Regions from separate parts of the Mus musculus genome. Here region 1 is linked to region 2. A link is a contact called in public promoter capture Hi-C data. All regions are on one chromosome and are shown on one strand. The core of a region is the stretch at or near the end of the contact, and the rest is flanking DNA. Distances in the headings are between cores, read along the strand shown. Region 1 holds the start of Slc47a2 (solute carrier family 47, member 2). Region 2 holds the start of Cops3 (COP9 signalosome subunit 3).

Evidence for each region. Promoter capture Hi-C pulls out the DNA fragments that hold promoters and counts their contacts.
Region 1: a promoter capture Hi-C map of liver shows a contact between it and region 2, with 2.1 times the contacts expected there. The contact joins the promoter of Slc47a2 here to the promoter of Cops3 in region 2. A contact is called at or near these places in 3 of 39 promoter capture datasets (cranial neural crest and liver).

What each region holds. Positions count from the first base shown.
Region 1 is chr11:61,338,415-61,345,169 of GRCm38.p6, forward strand. It overlaps Slc47a2 (solute carrier family 47, member 2), which reads right to left and starts at 4,446. Exons shown (of 17, transcript NM_001033542.2): 1 at 4,203-4,446; 2 at 4,025-4,126. The coding sequence starts at 4,364. Slc47a1 (solute carrier family 47, member 1) reads right to left here. Exons shown (of 17, transcript NM_026183.5): 17 at 4,986-6,114. The coding sequence ends at 5,888.
Region 2 is chr11:59,834,803-59,841,670 of GRCm38.p6, forward strand. It overlaps Cops3 (COP9 signalosome subunit 3), which reads right to left and starts at 4,965. Exons shown (of 12, transcript NM_011991.1): 1 at 4,868-4,965; 2 at 2,089-2,218. The coding sequence starts at 4,922.

The DNA of each region.
Region 1 (6,755 bases), core at 3,196-5,695, 1.5 Mb after region 2:
GCCACATGGATCAAACCTAATTCTAATCTAGGGCCACAGTCACCTTGGGTCAACCAGGGGAGCTTAAAGCCTAAAGCCCAACTCTTTCCTTTTCTTTTCTTTTCTTTTCTTTTCTTTTCTTTATCTTTTTTCATTTCTTTATCTTTCTTTTCTTTTCTCTTCTCTTCTCTTCTCTTCTCTTCTCTTCTCTTCTCTTCTCTTCTCTTCTCTCCTCTCCTCTCCTCTCCTCTCCTCTCCTCTCCTCTCCTCTCCTCTCCTCTTCTCTTCTCTTTTCTTGAAACAGGGTTTCTCTAATTATCCCTGGATATCCTGGAACTCACAGAGATCTTCCTGCCTCTAGCTTCCAAATGCTGGTATTAAAGGAGTGGTCAGCCACAGCCAGCCAGCCTAGGTTTCCTAAACATAGTGTGCGTGAACGAGCTTCTGCTTTAGAGAAGTAAAGCCAGGCACTGTGGCATGTCCTGCGGTCCCAACCACACACAAGACTGAGCTAAAAGAATCACTTGAGCCCAAGGGACTCAAGAGAAGTCTTAGTAACAACAGAGTCAAATCCCATCTTAAAAAATTAAAAAGTAAAATAAACAAAAAGGTTTTCTTATTGTCTAAAGACCATGTACCTCATCTGCCAGAGGATATCCACTCAAAAAATAGCAGTGCTAGGTGCTCGTGTGTGTGTGTGTGTGTGTGTGTGTGTGTGTGTGTTTGTGCATGCATGCTGCAGAAAGAAAAACATCTATTCAAAAATCCAGCTAGCAATTATGAGAACCTGGGTCTGGATCCCCAGAGCCCCTGTAAAAACTGCATACGTGTTCAGCTCTGGGACTTGGTAGGGTAGGGGGTTGGGTGCTGGGAAGACAGGCAGACCCTGGAGCTCACTGACCGTCCTCCAACCCAGCTGAAATACTGCTCCACGTTTGGTAAGAGACTCTGCCTCAAAAGAGTATGGTGGAGAGGGAGAGAGCAGGACCCTCTCTTCCTCCTCTGGACTCAATGCAAACACATGCGCGCACACGCAAACAACGCCCAATGTTTATTGAACATATACTATGTGCCAGGCTCTTCATGTATATGATGTTATGACCAGGCACTGTCCAAAGTCACGTGTACATAGGATTATAGTTTCACATTTTAGGGGAAGCCTGAGTGACAGAAACTTATTCTTATTTGCATCACCTAGGTTACTTGGCATGACCTGAAGCTATGAGGTCTTACAGCAAACCTCAGATTTTAGTAGTCTGGTAAGGAGCTGGCATTTGCTTCCCTCTCGAGTAGATTTCGTCACTCCCCAACTACCCAGAGGTTAGGCCACAGGACGAGGGGTCGGGCGAGTGTGCTAAGAGGAGAGAGAGGTGCAGGTCTTCATCCTGGGTCTCACACATAGCAGCTGTATCAACTCCAGGTAAATTACCTGCTCTCTGATCCAGTGCTTTGGCTAATGAAATGTGGTCTCCAAAGGTTTATATGCTGAAAGCCTGGTCCTCAGTGTGGTGTAGCTGAGAGGTAGTGGGGCCTTCAAGAAGTGACATTTAGTGAAGGGTGGCTAAGTCACTGGGATGCTGGCCTAAGATGGGGCTAATATAGTTCTCACGGGGCTCAGTAGGTAGAGTGCTTGTCTAGAATACACCAAGCCAGCACTGCCATGGTGACACTGGTCACGGTGACACATGCCTGTAACCCCAGCCCTGGAAAGGTGAAGGCAGGAGGAGCTACCCTGCTACAACATGGCAAGTTTGAGGTCAGGCTGGGCTCTGTGAGATCCCGGGACCTAATTTGTTCCCCTGAGAACAAACTGTACGAAGTTTGCCAGGTACCTGAGTCCCTCTTGCCTTCAGTCTCGCTGTGTGACTGTTGGCTCCTACCAGAAGCCATGGTGCCATCTATATGTGATGATGGAGCTCCGAGGTTCCCCCTGGATCTCAGCAGAAGCTGGTACCATGCTCTCAAATGTCCTAAAGAAACCCTTTCCTTATAAACTGCTCTGCCTCAGCAATGCTCTGAGATACTAACAATGGGCCCGGAGACCTACATCCTCGGGAGGTCAGTAGCAGGCCACATATGGAGTCCCCTAAACTTACCCCACCAGACAGGAAACCCAGAGGGCACATGGCACAAGGGACCCAGCAGTGAGGCACACACTGATCAACCAATCCAGGAAAGGGAAAGAGGAAGTACCTCACTTTATAAAAAGTGGTAGTGTGTGCTTTTAATCCCAGTACTCAGTAGGAGGCAGAATCAGGTGGATCTCGGGGTTCGAGGCCAGCCTGGTCTCTACAGAGAGTTCCCAGACAGCCAGAACTACACAGAAACAAAACAAAACAAAACAAAACAAAACAAAACAAAACATGTCTCAGACAAACATACAAACAAAAAGTTATTTTTCTAAACAGAGTTTCTCTGTGTAGCTTTGACTGTCCTGGAACTTGCTCTGTAGACCAGGCTGGCCTTGAACTCAGAGACCTGCCTGCCTGCCTCCCTCCAAGGGTTGGAACTAAAGGTGTATACCACCCCTGCCCTACTTTGACACATGAGAGTGTCTTTGTTCTGTTATTTGTTTGTTTGTTTGTTTGGTTGGTTGTTGTTATTGTTGTAACTAACTGCCTTTGGTTGGCTTAGAATACCAGTCATCCTCTATAGCCCAGGTTTGTTCAAGCTTCTACCAGACTGAGCACAGTCAGAGCTCTCTCTCTCTCTCTCTCTCTCTCTCTCTCTCTCTCTCTCTCACCAGGAACAGCATTACAACAAAAGATGAGACAAAAATGACTAGGCCCGTAATTCCAATGGAGGCAAGAATATTGAAACTTCAAGGCCAGCCTGGACTACTGAGCATGACCCTGTTTCAAAAACAAAATGTATAAAACTTAACATATCTAACCACTGGGCCACTACCTTCCCAACAATTAGTTACAAGGTAACATTCACTAAAAGCAACATATCTCCTTGACTCATTTATGAAGGGCTGACAGTGGCTCTCACTGTCCTGCCCTTATCTGCAGAAAGCCCTGTCTGTAGAACACACTGGTGCTCCCACGGACCACCGCCAAGCCTCCTGTCTCACTGTGGGTCGCATTTATTCCTGTTGTTTTTACATCGAAACTCTAGAGACATAACAGGAAAAGGAAAGGAAATTGCCAGACAACAACAACAGAGAAAGAGGAGAGAGAGAGAGAGAGAGAGAGAGAGAGAGAGAGAGAGAGAGAGAGAGAAAACTATAATTCTGACAGTACAGTTATAGATCCATACATAAACTGAGACACACACACACAGAGAGAGAGAGAGAGAGAAAACTAAAACTATAATTCTGACAGTACAGTTATAGATCCATACATAAACTGAGACACACACACACACAGAGAGAGAGAGAGAGAGAGAGAGAGAGAGAGAGAGAGAGAGAGAGAGAGAGCGAGCGCCAGGTCTCTCTCCTCCATTATACTGAAAGAGAAACTGCGGACCTCCACTATTGCACAGGGCATTCCAACATCCTAGCGGGCAGAAGGGACACTTTCGGAAATAGGGGAGGACCCAGTCGCCATCACCTCCCTTGGAGGAAGAGTTTCTCTCCTGTCTGAAAGTGAGGATCAAATGCAAGCGAGCTGCTTTCCACTACCTTGCTAGCAGATGGAGAGAGGCTTCTAAGGACGCGGGATTGCAAGCCATGAGGAAGAAAGACACTTTACATGCAATCTTAATGAACCGTGTAACTAATAGCTTTGGTGGTTTGGTTTCAGAAGTGGGGACACAAAGTTCATTTAGGGTAGCTGTGCACCATGTGGTCTGCTTGGGACACTCCTTTCATGTCCCCCCAGGACGCAGTGCCTGGGGGTTGGGAGGGGGTGAAGCGGGGATTTACTCTGAACTCGCTCTCTTCCCAAATCTGAAGATCATAGTAGCACGGTGGGTCAGACCCAGACCCTGCAGTTCTAATTCGGATTCTTGGCACTGAGGCCATTTCCAGCGCTATACAAATAAAAACACATTAAAGCTTTCCGGCTTTACCACATCATCAGCTGAAACAGTTAGCACCTACGGAAACAGCGAGTGTCACGGCGTCCAACTCGACTTTGCCCAGGTGTCCGCAGAAGATGGAACTGACGATGCTGATGAGAAAGATCATCAGCTGCGCCAGGAACTGCAAGGAGCAGAGAGGCGGTCACTCTCGGGCCGCCTGAGGTCGCCCCGCGCCCGCAGCTCGGGGTCCAACTCACCACCGGGCCCGCGAGCGCCACTAGCGCGGCCGCCTCCCGTCTCACGTCGGGGGACAGCGCTCCTCGAAGGCCCAGCAGGATCCTCAGACTGCGCCCCCGTGGGACGCGGACCAGCTCCGGGGGCTGGATGGTGGCTCCCAGGCTGTCCTCGGCCGGCTCCATGGCACAGGCTCAGATAGTGGCGCGATCCACACGTGGAGCCGTGAGTCGAGTAGCCACTGCGAAGTGCAGGGAGCCGGGCGGGAACCGCCCCACGCGCCACCCCGCCCCGGGCGCCGCGTCCAAATCCAACCGTCGCCGAGCGCAGCGCGCGGCACAAGCCTCGGCCTGGGTGCTTATAGACACAACAAGAATTAAGCTGAGGGATGGTTTAGGTGGTCCCATCCAAACGCCACTGTGTAGCTGCTGGTGTAGCTCAATGAGGAATGCCTGCCTGTAGCAGACTCCAACCCCAGCCCCAACCACCAAAAGAAAAAATAAATTGAGCCGTTTTACACTCATAGTGACTGACGTTTCTAATTGTGTTCATTTTCTGTACTTTGGAAGTTTGCTGAATTATCCGTGTGTACTTAATCAACCCTTCAGAGGCTGGAAGAATTGGGCTTCGACTTTGTTCAAGCTTTGTCCAATGGCCACCACCAGGGGGATTGTCACTCTGGGTCTTCATCGCTTTACAGCTCCAGAGACCTCCCGTTGCCTGCACCCCTCTCCCAGGGGAATCTGAGCTTCCTCTGATGATTTATAAACGCTGTTTGCTCACGGAATAATAATCTACAGCCCAGAGACATATCATAAAATGTATTTAATAGAAGTCACACAGCAAGAATATAGAAGCAGTTCAGATATAGTTTTGTAGCATAGAAAACAATAGGCAGAAGAAATAGGAATTCCAGCCCGGAATGAAGACAGTAGACAGCAGTGCATGTTTGACAGTGGCAGATGAATTAATACTCCCCCATAGTCTCCCCCACATTGCACTATATGGTGTTTACCTTATTTATTAGAGAAACAAAATTTTTGAATTCTCAGTTCATAATTCCCATGGGCACAGTTGAATTCTGTTAACTATAATGACTGGCTCTGAATTGTCTCTATGTTCAAAACTGCACGTGGGCCCAGACTTAAACAGTGATTCACTTTCCAGGGGCTCAACTTTAACATTGATGCAAAAGTGACACGCATTCAGAAGAGACTGTTTTTGAACGGGGAGCTTTTCCTGGGTTCACAATGTGTGACACTATCCTTTGGAAACATGGGGACAGTGGCAGTGAGCTAGAGTCTCCAGGTGACTCCCTGCAATCCCAGGGGTGCAAAATCAACATTCCGGTTGGTACAATGTTTCGAATACTGGTATTTGGTAGGTAAGTATATTGCAGGCATTGTCCACTCCAGAGCATCTCCTCTGCCTCTGTCTCATCTATGTCTCTTTGTCTTTCTGTTTATATCTCTTGGGGGGGTGTCTCCCTCTCTCTGTCTCTCTCAAACACACACCCAAAGAGAGACACATACAGAGAGAGAGAGAGAGAGAGAGAGAGAGAACTTATGTTAGAGGGCCCAGAACATGCTGAACATATTGCTGTCTGCAGTATCCCCAGCCCTGATGTTTCAATGTGGGGTGGATTTGTTCAGCATTAACTTCACAGACTGAGGAGCACCCAAGTTGCTGGATTGATGGCATTCCCACATTATTCAATTCTGATATAGACTCTCACTAAAATCCCACCCACCAAGACTAAGACTACCCCTAGGAGCAGGAGTCCTCTCCGTAAGGCCAACTGTTTCCCAGACAGTTTATTGCTGTCCTTTGGACGGATAGGCAAAGCTTGTTGCTGGTTCATCGGCTGGTCCAACTGAGTCTCGTCTTTTTTTTCAAGATCCGTCATCATAATTTCTCCATGGCTCTCAGGACACACTGTGGGGAAAAGGGGTCTTAGTGAGTAGCTTGAAAGGATTCTTACTTTCATATGTACAGATGGTGGTGGTTATTATTTGTGATTGTTGCTAGGAGAAAGTTAATTCAAGAAAAAAGTTGTTATAAGAAAGAGAGAAAGAAAAGAAAGAAGAAGAAGAAAGAAAGAAAGAAAGAGGAAGACAGACAGACAGACAGACAGAAAGAAGGAAAGAAAGAAAGAAAGAAAGAAAGAAAGAAAGAAAGAAAGAAAGGAAGGAAGGAAGAAAGGAAGAAAGGAAGAAAGACATACAGATAAGAAGATAGGAAGGAAGGAAGCAAGCAAGCAAGCATCTTAGGGCGATGCTGCAGGGGAAGGTCTGCTTTCCCTTTAAATGACCATTAATGTTCCTTCAAGTCGTTTTTATTTGTTTCAGATAAGGCACTGTAGAGAAAAACATAACAAATCCATCAAAATTGCCAAGTCACACCGACCCACTCCTCCACCTGACTTGCAATGAGCTCTGCCCTCTGAAATCTCTTTACACTGACATGGTCTGTCCAGAAGTTCCCGTCCACCATTAGGTTCATACAAGACAAGACTTGTACATGCTCAGAAGTGTCCTCTGCTTGACCTAAGTCTATCCCATAGGACCTTGCTAGGT
Region 2 (6,868 bases), core at 3,715-6,214:
ACACAGCACTGCTAACAATGTCACTTTCTACTTTGTAATTATGAACATGTGCCAGAAACAATTTCACAACAGTCAACAAAGCACTGTGATTTATATCTGAAAAAGCAGCAGTACAGGGCTCCACATTCTGTAAGTGAAAGAACATGGATTGAAACGAGCCTTCAAGCTGGGCATTGGTGGTGCATGCCTTTAATCCCAGCACTCAGGAGGCAGAGATAGGCGAATTTCTAAGTTTGAGGCCAGCCTGGTCTACAGAGTGAGTTCCAGGACAGCCAGGGATACACAGAGAAACCCGGTCTCGAAAAACCAAAAAAAAAAAAAGAAACGAGGCTTCAGACACAGGTTCTTTCATGCAATATTTGTACATAACTAACACTCAATGGTAAGACACTATATAGTACCAAATGTTTTCATGGCTGCAGGCATTAGCACTAGGGAGGCTAAGGCAGGAAGACGGTGAGCCCAGGACTGGCCTGTGTAGAATACTGAAATCCAGTCTCAGAGGGAAAAAAGAAAAGCTTTCTGAGCTAGGGAGCAGGCTCAGAGGGTAAGGGTGCTTACGGCCAAGGGTGATGACTTGAGGTTGATCCCTGAAACCCACACGGTAGCAAGGAAACAATTCCCACAAGTTGTCTCTGACCTCTGCATGTAGATGTAGACACACACAAATAAACACATGTAAAAAGTATGTCTTCACATACATCCCATGTGACATATATGAAAATGTGTATATGTGTATACTATCTGCTCTTTCATATCAGTAAGAAAAAAATACACCTTCCTCTCAGAATTGCCAGTGTGACTAGGGCCAGATGTTTATTATTTTAAATGCCATGACAACATCCCCATTTATACACTCCAACAAAACAAATTCTCTTGAGACATTGTTACAAGAACTCCAGTTACAAGAGATTTGAAAATCTGTGCCAGGCTATAAGAAGATACATGACTAACTGTAGTCCACCATACCCTACTACATTATATTACATTTTTGCTTTCTAAGTTAGAAAACATTGCTAAGCCTCTGGATCACATTAACATAATATTGAGACAAATGCAAGTTATAATGCCTAGCTTTTTTTAAAGGAAATTTTCAAGGAGCAAGATGGCTCAGAGACTAAGAACACCACTGTTCTTACAAAGGACTTAGTTCAGTTCCCAGCACCAATGTCAGGTGGCTCACAGCTGCCTGTAACTTCAGCTCCTCTTCTGTCCTCTAAGGGCACCCCACAACACAAACACACAAATTAAAAAAAATATTTTAAACCAGCCTGGTTCAGGACAGCCAGGGCTACAAAGAGAAACCCTGTCTTAAAAATCAACAAGGGCTGGAGAGGTGATTCAGTGGTTAAGAGCACTGACTGCTCTACCAGAGGTTCTGAGTTCAATTTCCAGCAACCACATGGTGGCTCACAACCATCTGTAATGAGATCTGATGCCCTCTTCTGGTGTGTCTGAAGACAACTATAGTGTACTTATATATACATAAAATAAATAAATCTTTAAAAAAAAAAAACAACAAAAATTTCAAAAATTCAAATTTGTACATACATAAATGAATGAAAATGATAAATTTGCAAGCTGGATCATTCACTCTGAAGTTAAGAGAACTTGTTCCTCTTGCAGAGAGCCTGGGTTAGGACCCAGTACACATATGGTGGCTCACAACCACTCATAACTCCAGTTTCAGGGGAATCCAACACCCTCTTCTGACTTTTGAACACACCAGAAATGCATGTGGTATACATGAATACATGCAAGCAAAATACTCATACACATGAAATACACATAAACCTTTCAAAAAATTATAAAACTGGTGTCATGTGTAGTAGTGTACACCTTTAATCCCAGCACTCAGAGGCAGAGGCAGGTGGATCTCTTTAGTTTGAGGTCAACCTGGTCTACAAAGTGAGTTCCACGACAGTCAGGGAGCCAGGCTACAGAGAGATCCTGTCTCCAAACAAACAAAAGACATGGAACTGAACACAATATAATAGTAAGCTGCGATTTGCTGGAGCATATGCGCACACTAGAAAACACAGACTGTAATAAGCACAAACCTACAAAAGAAAAGAAAATGTCCCTTACAGAACAGCAAGGACACCCAAAGAGTGTTCTTGAACATCTAAAGCCCCAAGCACAGTGTCCAGATGGGACAAGTTCTTCGCAAGGAGTTCTCCACTCTTGTTGATGAGTTCACAAAGCTGAGTCATTTGCCCTGCAAAACAGAACACTAGCATTCAGTTAGGGTAATAACTAAAGAACACTAACCAGACTTCCTTCTCAAATGCTTGGATGATTTGTTATGTCTTCCTCTGAGACTAGGATGAGAACAAACAACTTGCCCCTGCCTCAAAGCTAGTCAGAGGAAACACAAGACCTCCCAATCCCCTCTGGGCTCCAGAAAGCGCCTGCAGTTCCTAAAGCCAGAAGTCTACATATCACTGTCACTGTCTTTCTCAGAACCAAACAGGACTTACATTATGCCATAAGTTCCTCAGCTCCACTCCTCTCCCTTTCACGTCTTAATTCCGAACATTATCACTTCTTGTATGGACTACTTGGCATATCTTCTAAATGGTATATATGTTTATTCCAAATTCTACTTCTTATTATGCAAACTCAATCAAATTACACTCTAGGCTTTAATAAATCCAAACACCCCAGCTCAGTGTCCAGAGCCAACTTAATAACTGGTTTCTACTGACTCACCTCCCGGTCATTCATCAACTTGGGCTCTTCTCTCTGCCCTCGCCATAATTTCATTCCCCACGACTCACTATCCACCTACTCTGTGCCCTCAATGTACTACAAGAGACTGTGGTGACCAGGTAACTCAAAGTGAATCCACGTGTAAGGGTCTACTGAGCAGCTAAGCAACAGCTCCTTGGACTGACTAGCCTCCAAACTGCTAAAAAAAAAAAAAAAAAGGGGCTGGTGAGATGGCTCAGCGGGTAAGAGCACCCGACTGTTCTTCTGAAGGTCCTGAGTTCAATTCCCAGCAACCACATGGTGGCTCACAACCATCCCTAACAAGATCTGACGCCCTCTTCTGGAGTGTCTGAAGACAGCTACAGTGTACTTACATATAATAAATAAATAAATCTTTAAAAAAAAAAAAAAAAAAAAAAAAAGTTCCACTTAATGGCATTATAGTGTGGCTAGGAGAAAAGACAGGTGGGTCTCTGTAAATTCCAGGCCAGCAGGATTACACAGTGAGACCCTACCTCCAAAGCAAACAAAAACCAAGTGCATGTTTACAGACAATCTACAAAACTAAAGAGAACCCTCTCCCATCCAGAGTCTATACTCCAGCTAGCCTCATTCTTTTCTCAGAAGCAACCCAGTGTTACCAGTGAACACCTTAAGGATCTAAAGACAGTCCACATGAATAGGAATACTCACCCATGCGCCATGCAGTCTATTTATTCACATAGATGGCACTGTGTTGTGTACACTATTAAGCATCTTTCTGCTATTTAATGATGACCTCAGATTCCTTTTCAGTTTGCAAAAAGTATATGCACTTTTCTTCCCACAGCTGCATAGGAATCCATTTGTACGGCTGTGCTGTAATTGTCTAATTTTAATTTTCTGTGTCTGTATGTGGTTATGTGCATGTAAGTGAAGGTGCGTGAAGAGACAGAAGAGGATGTTAGGTTTTGGGTCCCTTGAAGCTGGTGTTACAAGGGGTTGGGTGTCCACTAACAATGCCAGGAACTGAACTCTGGTCCTCTGAAAGAGTAGTACATGCTGAGAGCTGTTCTCCAGCTCCACTTAATTAACTTATTTAGAGACAAGGTTCTCATTGTGTAATGCTGGCTGGCCTTGAACTCAAGAGATCCACCTAACTCAGCCTCCAGAGTTAGGGGACTAAAGGAGTGCACGCCTATGCTCACTCCTTACTTAACTAGTCCTACCTGTATCGTATGGATGAATGACTTATTTAAAGAAAAAAAAAAATCACTCACAGGTGTCTATCTGGCCTGTGAGCTTAAGTCTATCACTGACAAGGAAAACGAGAATTACCATTTATTTTGCATGGTGTCATCATTTAAACCTTACAAGAGTTAGGTGGACAACTACCCGGACACACCTCATACCTCTCTTTTTCTACAGATGAAGAAACGAGCCTAACCTCACGGAATTTCCACATGTCAAAAGCATTTCTAACATGCTTTCTCCACTCCATTCCCTTAACTCTATTAAAGAGAGGTCACATTCTTCTGGCTCAAGATTATGGGTGTGTTCAAGTGACGAGATGAATGGACCAGACGGTATGCAAATTAAGGGGGGGAAATAAAGTAACAACTGTACGCCCTAGAGATGTAGTCCGACTACTGAAAGCTCCCTTGGAGCTCGGTTCGACCAAAATAGGGGCGGAGGATTCCGAGCGTGCGCCGCTGGCCAGCCAAGACTCACGCCTTCTAGCCAAGGAGCCTAGAAAAGACTCCCCTCCAGCCGCTAGAAGGGCCTGGTGGGGGCGGGGGGGCAGACCGGCAGGACGGACAGGACGCTAGACCAATCACCAAAAAGCAGTGATGGCCAAGGGACCAATGGGTGCTCCGGAATGCCCCTACCGGAAGTCACGCCCCCAAACTGTCAAGCGGCGCCCCGTGGCTGGGGCCCGGAGGGGGGGTGCTGGAGGGGGAGGGGAAGGAAAGTCTCCGGGGCCCGAGGCAGGGGAAGGCGACGGCAAGGACGACGGCGCACGACAGCACGAGGACTGCTCCCCTCGGCCGTGCGCTCCTACCCTAAGCACCAAGGCTTGAGCAGGTCCAGGGGGAGAGGCTAGAGAGCGAAGGGCGGTCCCAAATCCGCACCGGTGCCAGGGCATACCGGGCCAGCTCTGCGGCCCAGGCCTCACCTTGAGCTGAGAGCTGTCGGACACTGTTCACGAACTGCTCCAGAGCAGACGCCATGTTTCCCCCCGCTGGTGGCCCGAGCAACAGAGGTAAGCTCGCGCGGGAAAAAGCGACTGCTCTAGGAGGAGGGGCCCGGCGACCCACTAAAGCCTGGAGGCAGGTTGTGTCACTTCCGCCGGCCAAGCGCCGCGAGATCTTACCTGGCTGAGGCACCCCCTCCTGTCTCCATGGAAACAGTTCCGCTAGTCGCCGGAAGTCAGGTCCCCTCCCTCGCCTTTCATTGTAGTGCACTTGGGAAATCTCGTCTCATGTTAAATGGAAATAACGAAGAAAGGAAAGAATAACACTTAAGCACAAAATTTCTGGGCCCAGTTTTGCTTAGAATGACTGAACATTATTTTAAACCTAGCCACATACTTCCGACACGGCTCCATTGCCACTTCCGGAACATGTCACTAGAGAGCCATACTTTCTTCCAAAGGCAAGGGAAAATGACTCCTTTTGAAGGATGGGGAACTCGTTTTATAAGTTCCTAGGAATGGTGGCTTTTATCTAACGACCAGAAACCCTTCTGTATCTGAGGTTGTGCTCATTTCTGAACATACACAATGCCTGAGAACTAACAGCTTAGTGCTGGACAGTTTCCCAAGTCAAAGTGTAACATTAGGAAGGTTTTGAATTCTAAAGCTGAAAATTAAACACCAAGCAATTCCTCGGATTTCCAGGCTCCCCAGGTCTAGACTGAAGCAGTGATTTTTCTCATTCCATCTTTGGTTTCTTATATGACCATCATCTATCTGTAACAGTTAAACTCAGGTTAAACTTTCCCTCTGAAGCAAGCTCGGTAATCTAAGGCTAAGGGGTTCTGATAGATAGCACAGCACACTTTAGGTTCCTGCTTGGCTCGGAACTAATTTCTTTCCTAGGATTTCTAGTGCTGTAGCAAAGATGAGAAAAAGGTTACTTTGTATCACTTCATAAGATGAATGAAAGGCCTCAGGCAATGAGGCTTTAGAGGGAGACTCTTGAAAGCAACCGGGATCCAGGGTGTTAGTGTTACCGCTCTAAGGGGCAAGTTTTCCCTAATACAAGTGTTGCAGTTCCGAGGGGGCAATGCCAATGAATGTGTTACAGCTCCGGAAAGACTTCTCCAATGGAAGTATTACAGCTCTGAGGGGAGAGGTTGCTTGTGTGTAAGTGTGACAGCTGAAGGGAAAGTTATCCTGGCAGTCTGGAGCCAAGGAATGCCACAAAGTCACATGGCACATCAAACGTCACTCAAGAGATTGGGAGAGATAACAGAGGGTGCTGCCTCTCCTGGGAGAAGCAGCAGGGAATTGGTGAGGAGACAGGCTTATACAGAGTTTCATGGGGAAGGAGTTTTCCAGGGTAAAGATTTCCACGGTGAGGATTAGTGAGATTTCAAGCCAAACTCAAAGACTGGTGAGAGTTTGTGCTCAGGGATTCGTAGGTTTTGGAGCTGAGGAATTGGTGGGTTGGTGACAGGAAACGGTCACCAACAAGGATATTTAACCAGATTATAGGTTCCTGGTTTACAGTTGGAGATGGCACTACCCTCTGGAGGAATACTGCTTTATCTTCATCCTTCCAAGTGGTCAATGAACCACAGCTCCAAAGGGGGCAGAAACACCAGTACTAGTGGCATATCTAGTCATAACAAGAACTCTTTGCACACGTACTCACCAGTAAACCTCTATCTTGTTCCCAATATAGACCCACATATGGTTCTCTATAAGTTGACCGGGCATTACTATGGTCAAAGGGACTTTAGGGGTTGGACATCCCATTCTTTTGCTCATATAGCATCTTCATCTGTGGTCAAGCGGGTGGGCAACCACTCCCTGCTTGGATGGTATAGAGTAGTCAGGGATGAGCCAAGAGCCTGCATTTGTTGTCTCAGGGTAATGTTGCCCAACCCCTGTATGCTCTGATAAGGGGAGGCAGGAGTCCATAAAGGACAAGGGGAGAACCCTATGTGACTA